Regions from separate parts of the Sus scrofa genome. Here all the other regions are linked to region 1. Evidence: chromatin contacts called from public Hi-C data. All regions are on one chromosome and are shown on one strand. The core of a region is the stretch at or near the end of the contact, and the rest is flanking DNA. Distances in the headings are between cores, read along the strand shown. Region 1 has its middle 48 kb from the start of CTGF. Region 2 overlaps ENPP3 (ectonucleotide pyrophosphatase/phosphodiesterase family member 3). Region 3 holds the start of MED23 (mediator of RNA polymerase II transcription subunit 23).

Evidence for each region. Hi-C and Micro-C count contacts between places; a contact is called where the count stands out from the background.
Region 2: a Hi-C map of liver shows a contact between it and region 1, with 5 times the contacts expected there. The contact joins two enhancer-like sites. A contact is called at or near these places in 2 of 47 Hi-C or Micro-C datasets (both in liver) and 1 of 2 datasets of contacts at active chromatin or transcription factors (alveolar macrophages).
Region 3: a contact with region 1 is called in a Hi-C map of liver, with 4 times the contacts expected there. The contact joins the promoter of MED23 here to the enhancer-like site in region 1. A contact is called at or near these places in 1 of 5 promoter capture datasets (liver), 2 of 47 Hi-C or Micro-C datasets (heart right ventricle and liver) and 1 of 2 datasets of contacts at active chromatin or transcription factors (alveolar macrophages).

Annotation. Positions count from the first base shown.
Region 1 is chr1:31,721,377-31,724,252 of Sscrofa11.1, reverse strand. No RefSeq gene overlaps it. Among named protein-coding and RNA genes, the nearest start is that of CTGF, 48 kb to the right of the region's middle. Within about 2 kb of position 1,327, at least 14 of the 83 cell types and tissues checked have an H3K27ac peak or open chromatin away from gene starts, as enhancers often do. A contact at or near this core is called in liver, where this site is marked.
Region 2 is chr1:31,923,418-31,926,448 of Sscrofa11.1, reverse strand. ENPP3 (ectonucleotide pyrophosphatase/phosphodiesterase family member 3) reads left to right here. Exons shown (of 24, transcript XM_021087960.1): 2 at 185-307; 3 at 2,042-2,167. Among named protein-coding and RNA genes, the nearest start is that of ENPP3, 7.5 kb to the left of the region's middle. Within about 2 kb of position 1,393, at least 29 of the 83 cell types and tissues checked have an H3K27ac peak or open chromatin away from gene starts, as enhancers often do. A contact at or near this core is called in liver, where this site is marked.
Region 3 is chr1:31,958,483-31,961,263 of Sscrofa11.1, reverse strand. MED23 (mediator of RNA polymerase II transcription subunit 23) reads right to left here and starts at 1,330. Exons shown (of 29, transcript XM_021087972.1): 1 at 1,010-1,330; 2 at 641-672; 3 at 399-486. The coding sequence starts at 1,057.

The DNA.
Region 1 (2,876 bases), core at 78-2,577:
TGTTCCTTGGGTCTTGAGGTCCCTAGCCTGTCTGCATTTTCTCCACCTCTCATAGTCTGTCTATATTTGTCTTATGTATAATAACTATGCTTTTTATCTGCACTTAGCAGAAGGATATCTACTTCTTTGTAGAAGTGTCTCATTGATTTTTATATATTCTTCAGAACACATGCAGACACAGTTGCCTCTATGTAGAGCATCTTAGCAGATCTTAAATGGATAGATGCCTTTCCCCTTTTCTAGACACCAGGAGTGCATGAAAACCAAGTTACCATCCTTATAGTCTTAGAGAAAGAGGGGAGGCAGCAGATGTGTAAATGATCCCTAAAAGATGGTAAATGTTATAATGGAGCCATGGGCCAGGTGCCAGGGATCATAAAGGAGGCACTGGGTGCTGCTTGGCAGTAGCAGCAGTGGCTTCTCAGAAGTGGTGACAACTGGACTAGGACTTGAAGGATGCATTGGAGCTCTTCAGGTGAATAGGTGAGGAAAGGGCATTCTAGCCTCCACTGGAGAGATACATTTTGGGCATTTTTCCATTTGTGGTTACTTCTGATATTTTCTGCAAGTGTCACTGGGACCAGCTTGCAATATGCAGTGGTTTCATTTTTGTTAATCCCCTGTTCTTAAAAGAAATGTCAGACTATAAATTCTGTGATGATTTTTTAAAGGAAAAGACATCCACATCTGTTCCTACTTAGCTTTCGTACAGTTGTTTTTATACAGTATTTTTTTTTTCTTCTCATCTTGAAAGAGACCCTTTCTTTCCCTCTTTCATCAACTTAAAACATGTGACTAGTCTCTGCTTTCCCAATTTGAATGGTAAATCCATATGATCAAATACAGAAATGTCTTTATCCTACTTTTTCAACAAAGGCTATTCTTTCCTTTTCAAATGAACAGCAAAGCCTTTATTTATTTATCCCTAATTTTGCTGCTGCCATGCCTCCAATCAGAACTTCTTAAATGAGGTAAGTAACTCCTATACAGCATTTTCTAGCCAGGTAGTTTATTCATGGCAAAGCAAAAAAATCAGGTGGAAACTTAAATATTTCCAAGAATCAGAGAAAAGAGGGCAAACCTTAGGGAGAAGAAGGCAAGTATTCAGGTTCCAGCATGGTAAGTAGATATGAAGAGGACAGGTAGGCCAGTTGGCCCGGTTGGTCCTGTTTTGGGAGATAAGACAGACCGGAATGGAGCTGAACTCCTAAATCCTCCAGGAAAGGCTGTAACCCTTGACTCTTTTCTGCCATTAGCCGCAGTAACTGTCCTGCCTGGATCTCTGGGTACGTGTTTATCTACAATTGAAACTGTTGTTTGAACTTTGAAACTGAATGTGATGACAGTTGACGCTGAAGCCTATCACAGGAATTTGGTGTGCGGGTGCTTTCCTAAGTACCAAGTCAAACTTTATCATGGCCTTTCCCCTGGTTTTTGGCCAGTCTAAATATTTGTAAGGTAGGAAAAAAACCTTCTGTAGACTAAGTGTCTCTAAGCTAAGAAATGTGGATTGACAAATAAAAGTTGTATATATAGAAGCTTGCCTGCTTTCCTCTGTGCGTGTGTGTGTGTGTGTGTGTGTGTGTGTGTGTGTGTGTAGGGTGAGGGAGGGGGAAGGGGGGTGTTTCTCTAGGGATTGATACTGAGGGCAGAGGTGGTAGACAATTAACCACAGCTGTGTTGTCAGAAGAAAAACGATCCAAAGTTCACTTCAGGTTCACAGAGTAAATATCCATTTCTGATCTGTGGCTTATATCCTTGTTTTTGATATTTCAATTACATTTAGTGTACTTCGAAGTAAAAACAAGTAACAGGCATATATGTATATCCTTCTAGTATTTAAAATGGTCTGACTGGGTCACTTTGCTGTGCAGCGGAAATTGACAGAACAATGTAAAGCAACTATCATAAAAAAAATAATTTTAAATAATAAAATGGTCTGAAACCAGGAGGAAAGTCTTCAACTTATAACTTCCATAGATTTTTTTCAACATGAAATTTTTTTTTTTTTTTTGTCTTTTGTCTTTTTGTTGTTGTTGTTGTTGTTATTGTTGCTATTTCTTGGGCCGCTCCCACGGCATATGGAGGTTCCCAGGCTAGGGGTTGAATCGGAGCTGTAGCCACCGGCCTACGCCAGAGCCACAGCAACGCGGGATCCGAGCCGCGTCTGTAACTTACACCACAGCTCACGGCAACGCCGGACCGTTAACCCACTGAGCAAGGGCAGGGACCGAACCCGAAACCTCATGGTTCCTAGTCGGATTCGTTAACCACTGCGCCATGACGGGAACTCCTCAACATGAAATTTTTGCAGTTATCCTCTCCATGACATATTAATAGTGACTGAAGAAAAAAAAAAGATATTTCCTAGAAATCATATCCATGCTAGAAACCACAGATGCATAAAATAGGTTTTAGTCTACTAGAAATGAAAGAATCTCTAGAATTGGGATTATACCCACCGGATAGCAAAAGGAAGCAATATTTTTAAAAGTCACTTTCATTCCACCCCAATGTGATCGTTTTAAATTTACCTTCAGGGAGTTCCCGTCGTGGCGCAATGGTTAACGAATCCGACTAGGAACCATGAGGTTGCGGGTTCGGTCCCTGCCCTTGCTCAGTGGGTTGACGATCCGGCGTTGCCGTGAGCTGTGGTGTAGGTTGCAGACGCGGCTCGGATCCCGCGTTGCTGTGGCTCTGGCGTAGGCTGGCGGCTACAGCTCCGATTCGACCCCTAGCCTGGGAACCTGCATATGCCGAGGGAGCGGCCCAAAGAAATAGCAAAAAGACAAAAAAAAAAAAAAAAAGGATAAATTTACCTTCATATTTGCTCCCAAACCCTCAATTCAGGGAACAATTTGAGGATTTTAATAAAA
Region 2 (3,031 bases), core at 144-2,643, 200 kb before region 1:
ACCTCTCAGGGGTCCTAGGTAAAAATCACTTGTTGTGTGTTGCTCATTGATTATCACTTTGCACTGATGAATCATACACCACAATAAAAATTATCTAATCATCTGTCCTAGTCCGTTCCGCCGTCCAGCTGAGAGACACTAGATAACTTCTAAGCACTGGTTTCCTTATTCCTTCACACTCCAGGAAGCTGCAGGAAAAAATGCTTTGATCCTTCACATAGAGGACTAGAGGGCTGTCGGTGTGACGTGGGATGTAAAAGCCGAGGCGACTGCTGCTGGGATTTTGAAGACACCTGTGTGGAATCAAGTACGCATACCTGAGAACAGGCACAAAGGCTCGCCAGACACCTTGTGCATGAGTTTGCTTGGGCCGCCATGGCAAAGTCCCCCACACTGGGTGGCTTAAACAAGAGAGATTCATTTTCTCACAGTTCTGGAAACACAAGTCCGAGATCTAGGGGTACTGACAGGGTTGGTTCCTCCTGAAGCCATGAGATTGTTCCATGCCTCCCTCCTAGGTTCTGGTGGGTTGCTGGCAGTCTTTGGTGTTTTTTTTTTTTTTTTTTGGCTTGGGGCAGCATGACTCCCAACTCTGCCTTCGTCTTCATATGGCCTTCTCCCTGTCTTCCCAGTCTTCTCTCTGTGTGTGAAGAATAATCGTCATACTGGATTAAGGGTCCACCCTAATGACCTTACTTTAACTTGATTATCTGAAGAGATCCTTTTCTAAATAAGCTGCTCACATTCATAGTAATGGGGGGGTGGTAAGACTTCAACATTTTGGGAGAAGAGACCTGATTTAGCCCATAACACCTTGTACACAGGGTCTCTTATTACCTTTTCCCCCTTGACAGTGCTAACTACAGAATCCACACTTTCTTTCACTGAGGTGGAGGAATACACAGCCTCTAGCAGCTGAAAAGCTGTCTAATTACAGCAGTTTCAAAAGTGTTTTACTGTGGCTTACGTTAATCCTCTTATTTAGTTTCATTTTCAGTGGTTCTCAGATTTCAGGATGCCATAAGACTCCCTTGGAAAGCTGATGATTCTTGGCCCTCCTGATACTGGTGCTCCACAGAACACAACCTGAGAAATACTGTATTCTCAAGGCAGAAGAGACAGTTTAGTGTTCGATATTTAATTTTCTAAGAAATCAGGAAAAGTGATGGTGGGCGGTATCTAGTGGTAGGAAAAGAGTGAAGATTAGAACAGTAGAGCTCCTTACCTTATTTATGCTCTCTGAAAAAGGCAAGAGGAAGGGGGTAACCCTGTACAGATAAACTCGGTATCCCCTTTAATTAATCTCGCCAAATCTTTTTGTGAGTACATAGTGATGAAGAATGAGGAACTGTGCATAACTGAAACGCACAGCTGTCACTTAGCCAATGCATTTGTCTGAGCACTGGGCCGATGTCGATTCTCATCACTGTTTCCTGGCAGGTGGCCCCAGGAAGCAGCCTCGGTCCAGCCTTTTTTTTCTAGCATTGGGATTTATTGAAACTGACCTCATATTAAGTGCCTAGCCTGGGGGAACACCAGAGGCAGGGTGGGGAGCTAATCTACCACTTTTTTCCTCTCCGTTGGGAGGCACCCTGACCTGCCCACATTCTTACAGACCTGACCGTGTTGGGTCTGTTGTCATCGCCTCTTCCTGGAGGAGTCTGTCCCTAGATAGGGTTGGGGGTGGGGGGCTGCTCTTGGGGGGCAACAGTCAGTCAAGGTTAATGGTTCTTTACCATCAGGAGCTCCTGCACTTGGGTGGAAATGGGATAAGTGTTCAGAGGTTCTCAGAGGTGTACCTGTAAGGGAGACCAGAGCTGAAACTCATAAAGCTGCATTTTTGTCTGCCACTCATGTCAAATGAAAAGGGGTGCATTGTCCCCCCCCCTCTTATTTGTATTATGTATTTTCATTTATGAATGCAGGAAAACTAAGATTTGATCATCCGATAATACAAAAAGAAATGCACAGAGTTTATATTTTTGGTATTGGATGCTTAAAATAAGTTATATGTTCATAACCGAATCATGTAATTTTATAGCTCGATTGTGGACATGCAATAAATTTCGTTGTGGGGAGACCAGACTAGAATCCAGCCTTTGCTCCTGTTCAGATGATTGTTTACAGAAGAAAGACTGCTGTGCTGACTATAGGAGTGTTTGCCAAGGTAAGCAGGTGTTGGTCTGTTTGCCTCTGTGAGTTCAGTGACCTTAGAGCTGGCCCAGGCTGCCGATTAAAACAAGTCAAAAAATCTTTGGAGACTCCATATAGATGAAAAGACCAAATGCATTTATTGTGGGAAGACAGTTTTGTGCATGATAGAGAAAAGGAGTTTATAGCATAGATATTGTAGAAAAGAAGAAGAAAAAACTTGAAATTCCATGTTGTCTGTAAAACGAGGTCTTTGTCAGTCCAATGACTATGCTGGACCTACTTGCAGTTTGAGCCACTGGATGGCAGATCCTAAAGTTAAAACATCACAAAAGAAGTTCTCTGGCCCAAATGGCAGTTTGTTAAACCAGTGTGATTATTGAAACTACTGTGTCCTTAGTGGTTTAATTATTGATTTAGGACTCTCAAGGAGGTAATGAAGAGCCAAGATTAGAATCCAATGGAGTTCCTTGGTGGTGCAGTGGGTTAAGGACCCAGCGCTTTCACTACTGTGGTACAGGTTCAATCCCTGGCCTAGGAACTTCCTCGCACTATGGGTATGGCCAAAAAACAAACAAAACTCCCTCCACAGAATCCAAGTTATTCAATTCCTGATTTTACCTGCTTTGCCACTTTATAAGTGATGTAGTTTTATTTATTTATTTATTTGTCTTTCTCTCTTTTTAGGGCTGCATCCATGACATATGGAGGTTCCCAGGCTAGGGGTCCAATCTGAGCTATAGCTGCCAGGCTATGCCAGGGCCTCAGCAATGCCAGATCCGAGCCGCATCTGCGACCTACACCACAGCTAATGGCAAAGCCGGATCCTTAACCCACTGAGCGAGGCCAGGTATTGAACTTGAGTCCTCGTGGATGCCAG
Region 3 (2,781 bases), core at 81-2,580, 240 kb before region 1:
TTATGGCACCCTTGTATCTCTGCTATGGTATCCTTATTATAGGATCTTCATGTCAAGGCTAAACCAGTTCCTTTGTTGAAATGAGTGAAATTTTTATCCATTACAATCACTAACACAGCTGTTCTGAAGTGCACCAAATAAATCAGAATAGGTTGAAAACGGTTTTATATAATCTACCATGGGAAAGACTTTTAAAAACATCTCACACTGTGCTGTAGTTAACCTGATTTTTCTATACAGATTCTCCACTGGAAGAATAGGAATTGAAACAAACAGGATACTAGAATAAACAAAAGACAAGTTATTTCCTTTTCCAGAAAGACCTTAACAGCAACATCAAAGAAAATGTAAAGAAGTCAAAAATCATCAGCCAGGTGTATTAAAAATGCAGTGCTCACCTGAGAAAGACCACCCCAAAACTGTCGGAAGGCTCCCAAACAGCTAATTAGTTTTGTTTTTTCATCTTCAGGGTTGTCCATAAACATGCTAAAAAAATAAAAATCACGGTGTTTGCCACTAGTTTTAAAAAGGTAATTCAACGTAACCAGAATAATGGATCTTATAAACCTACATACAAGACAGACCTAAATAATATCATACAAAGATACACTCAGGTAAAATGTGCCATGCATACACTCACCCAGGGAAAGCCTCTTCTATAATTTCTGTTTTCTGTAAAAAAAAAAAAAAAAAGTAAATGGTGAACGCGAATTTAAAAAACAAAAGGGGGAGGGGCCTCCCCGAGCAAAACAATATAATGCAACAGAGAGCAAGTCACCTTAATCAGCCACAAGCGGAAGCAAACAATACCTGTCTTGTTGGCCTGTAACAAAGCGTGTTGTGGATTTCGAAGGAGACTTTGAATTTGACAGCAATTTCAGAATTCCTCAGCCGTTGCACACAAAAGTGGCATCACAACAAAGAAGTCTAGGAGAGGTTGCCCGGGCCGTTGTCCCCTCGCCACCCCCTCGCCCAGCCATGGCCCTGGGTCCCTAGCCGTTCCACTCACCACCACCTCCTCAAAAATGCTTTGCAGTTGCGTCTCCATCTGGACCATCGCCCCCTCCTTCCTCGGACGTCAACCGCGCGGCCCGGACCGGCCGGAACTCCGGGAATAGAGGGGCAGAGGGCCAGAGGGCTAAAGATGCCCGCAGGAAACTGCAGCGCGCCAAAGTCGCGTTCCTCTTCAAGGATCCAGCTGAGGCCGAGCCCTCTAAGGCCCAGCAAACAACTGGAGCCTGCCCGGAAGCCAGGTAGCGATGGGTGCGCGCCGATTACGAAACCCGCAGAAACCAGGGATCCAGCCATTAAGGTTCCGCCTGTGGGAAAGAGCGGCCCGCGAGCCAGGCGAGAGTGCCCCCCAGTGGAGCCTGGGGCCTAAGTCATCCCGAGGCGTCGTTGCCTGCAGGCTGCCACTTCTCCGCTGAAGCAGGAATTTCCTCCTCCTCGGTGCTTAAACTTTGGCATACTGGGAAGTATAAAAGTTTGAGACCCAGGGGCTGCAAAATCGGCCGGAAATGCTCCTCCAAGCGGCTGACCTTTTGGATGTCCGTCAGCAGAGTGGAGTCAGGAGTTGGAATTGCACTTTTCTTGACGACAGGAACCAATGTCTTCTCAACTATGGTAACCTCCGTGCCTTGCACAAAACCAGAAAAGCAGCAGGGTTTCAGTGAAGGTTAAAAAAAAATGAATGAACGCAGCGTATTAATTTTTCATTAGAATAATTGAATAATAATATCTATTTTCAATTAATCATCTAAAATAATAAAATTTACCAATTACAGAATATCTATAGCCTCTTTGGCAGGGATAGAGATGGACAAGGGTGGTAAAGAGAAAGACTGATCCACAGGCATGGTCTGAAAGGATGCACTGAGTCGTGTGTGCCCTCCTCCCCGCCCTACTCCACTTTATTCTCTCAAGCATCAAGTTTGACATTTTGGTAGAAACTTACTCTCATTTGTAGAAATGGTAAATGTTTAACTCGTTCCCTCAGTACTAGACTTGTGTTAGGCATTTAAAGAACTGTATTGCAGAATGTATTTTTCAGACTGCCCAAGCTAGAAGGGTAACAGAGTCAGAATGATTAAACTTTAAAAGCTAGGAGTTCCTGTTGTGGCGCAGCAGAAACGAATCCGACTAGTAACCATGAGGTTTCGGTTTGATCCCTGGCCTCGCTCAGTGAGTTAAGGATCTGGCATTGCTGTGAGCTGTGGTGTAGGCCACAGTGGGGGCTGGAATCCTGCGTTGCTATCTATGGCTGTGGTGTAGGCCAGCAGCTGCAGCTCCAATTCAACCACTAGCCTAGGAACCTCCATATGCCTGGGAATTTCCATATGGTGCGGGTGTGGCCCTAAAAAAGCAAAAAAAAAAAAAAAAAGTCTAAAGCCCTCTAGCTTTCTTTTTTGTTCCTTTTGTATGCTAAACAGATTATTTATTGTGTATTATCTTTAATCATATTCATTTCTAAGACAGTTTTCATTTCATCTAGCAGACTTCCATGTTTCGGCTCTGTATTACAAATGTTGCCCATGGCTTGTACAATCAAGTAGGTAAAATGGTCAGGTAAGAATTACTTGTCATAACTAAATAAAATTAATTTTTATATTATACTTGCTGATATTTTATTCATTGAACAAAAGTTGACCATCCATTTCTAGACCTTCTTAATGCCCTTCTCAGTCATTCTATATTGATATATACTTTACATACAGTGAAATGCATAAAAATTTAATTGTGCAGATCCATGAATTTTGACATATGTTCATACTTGTTTAACCA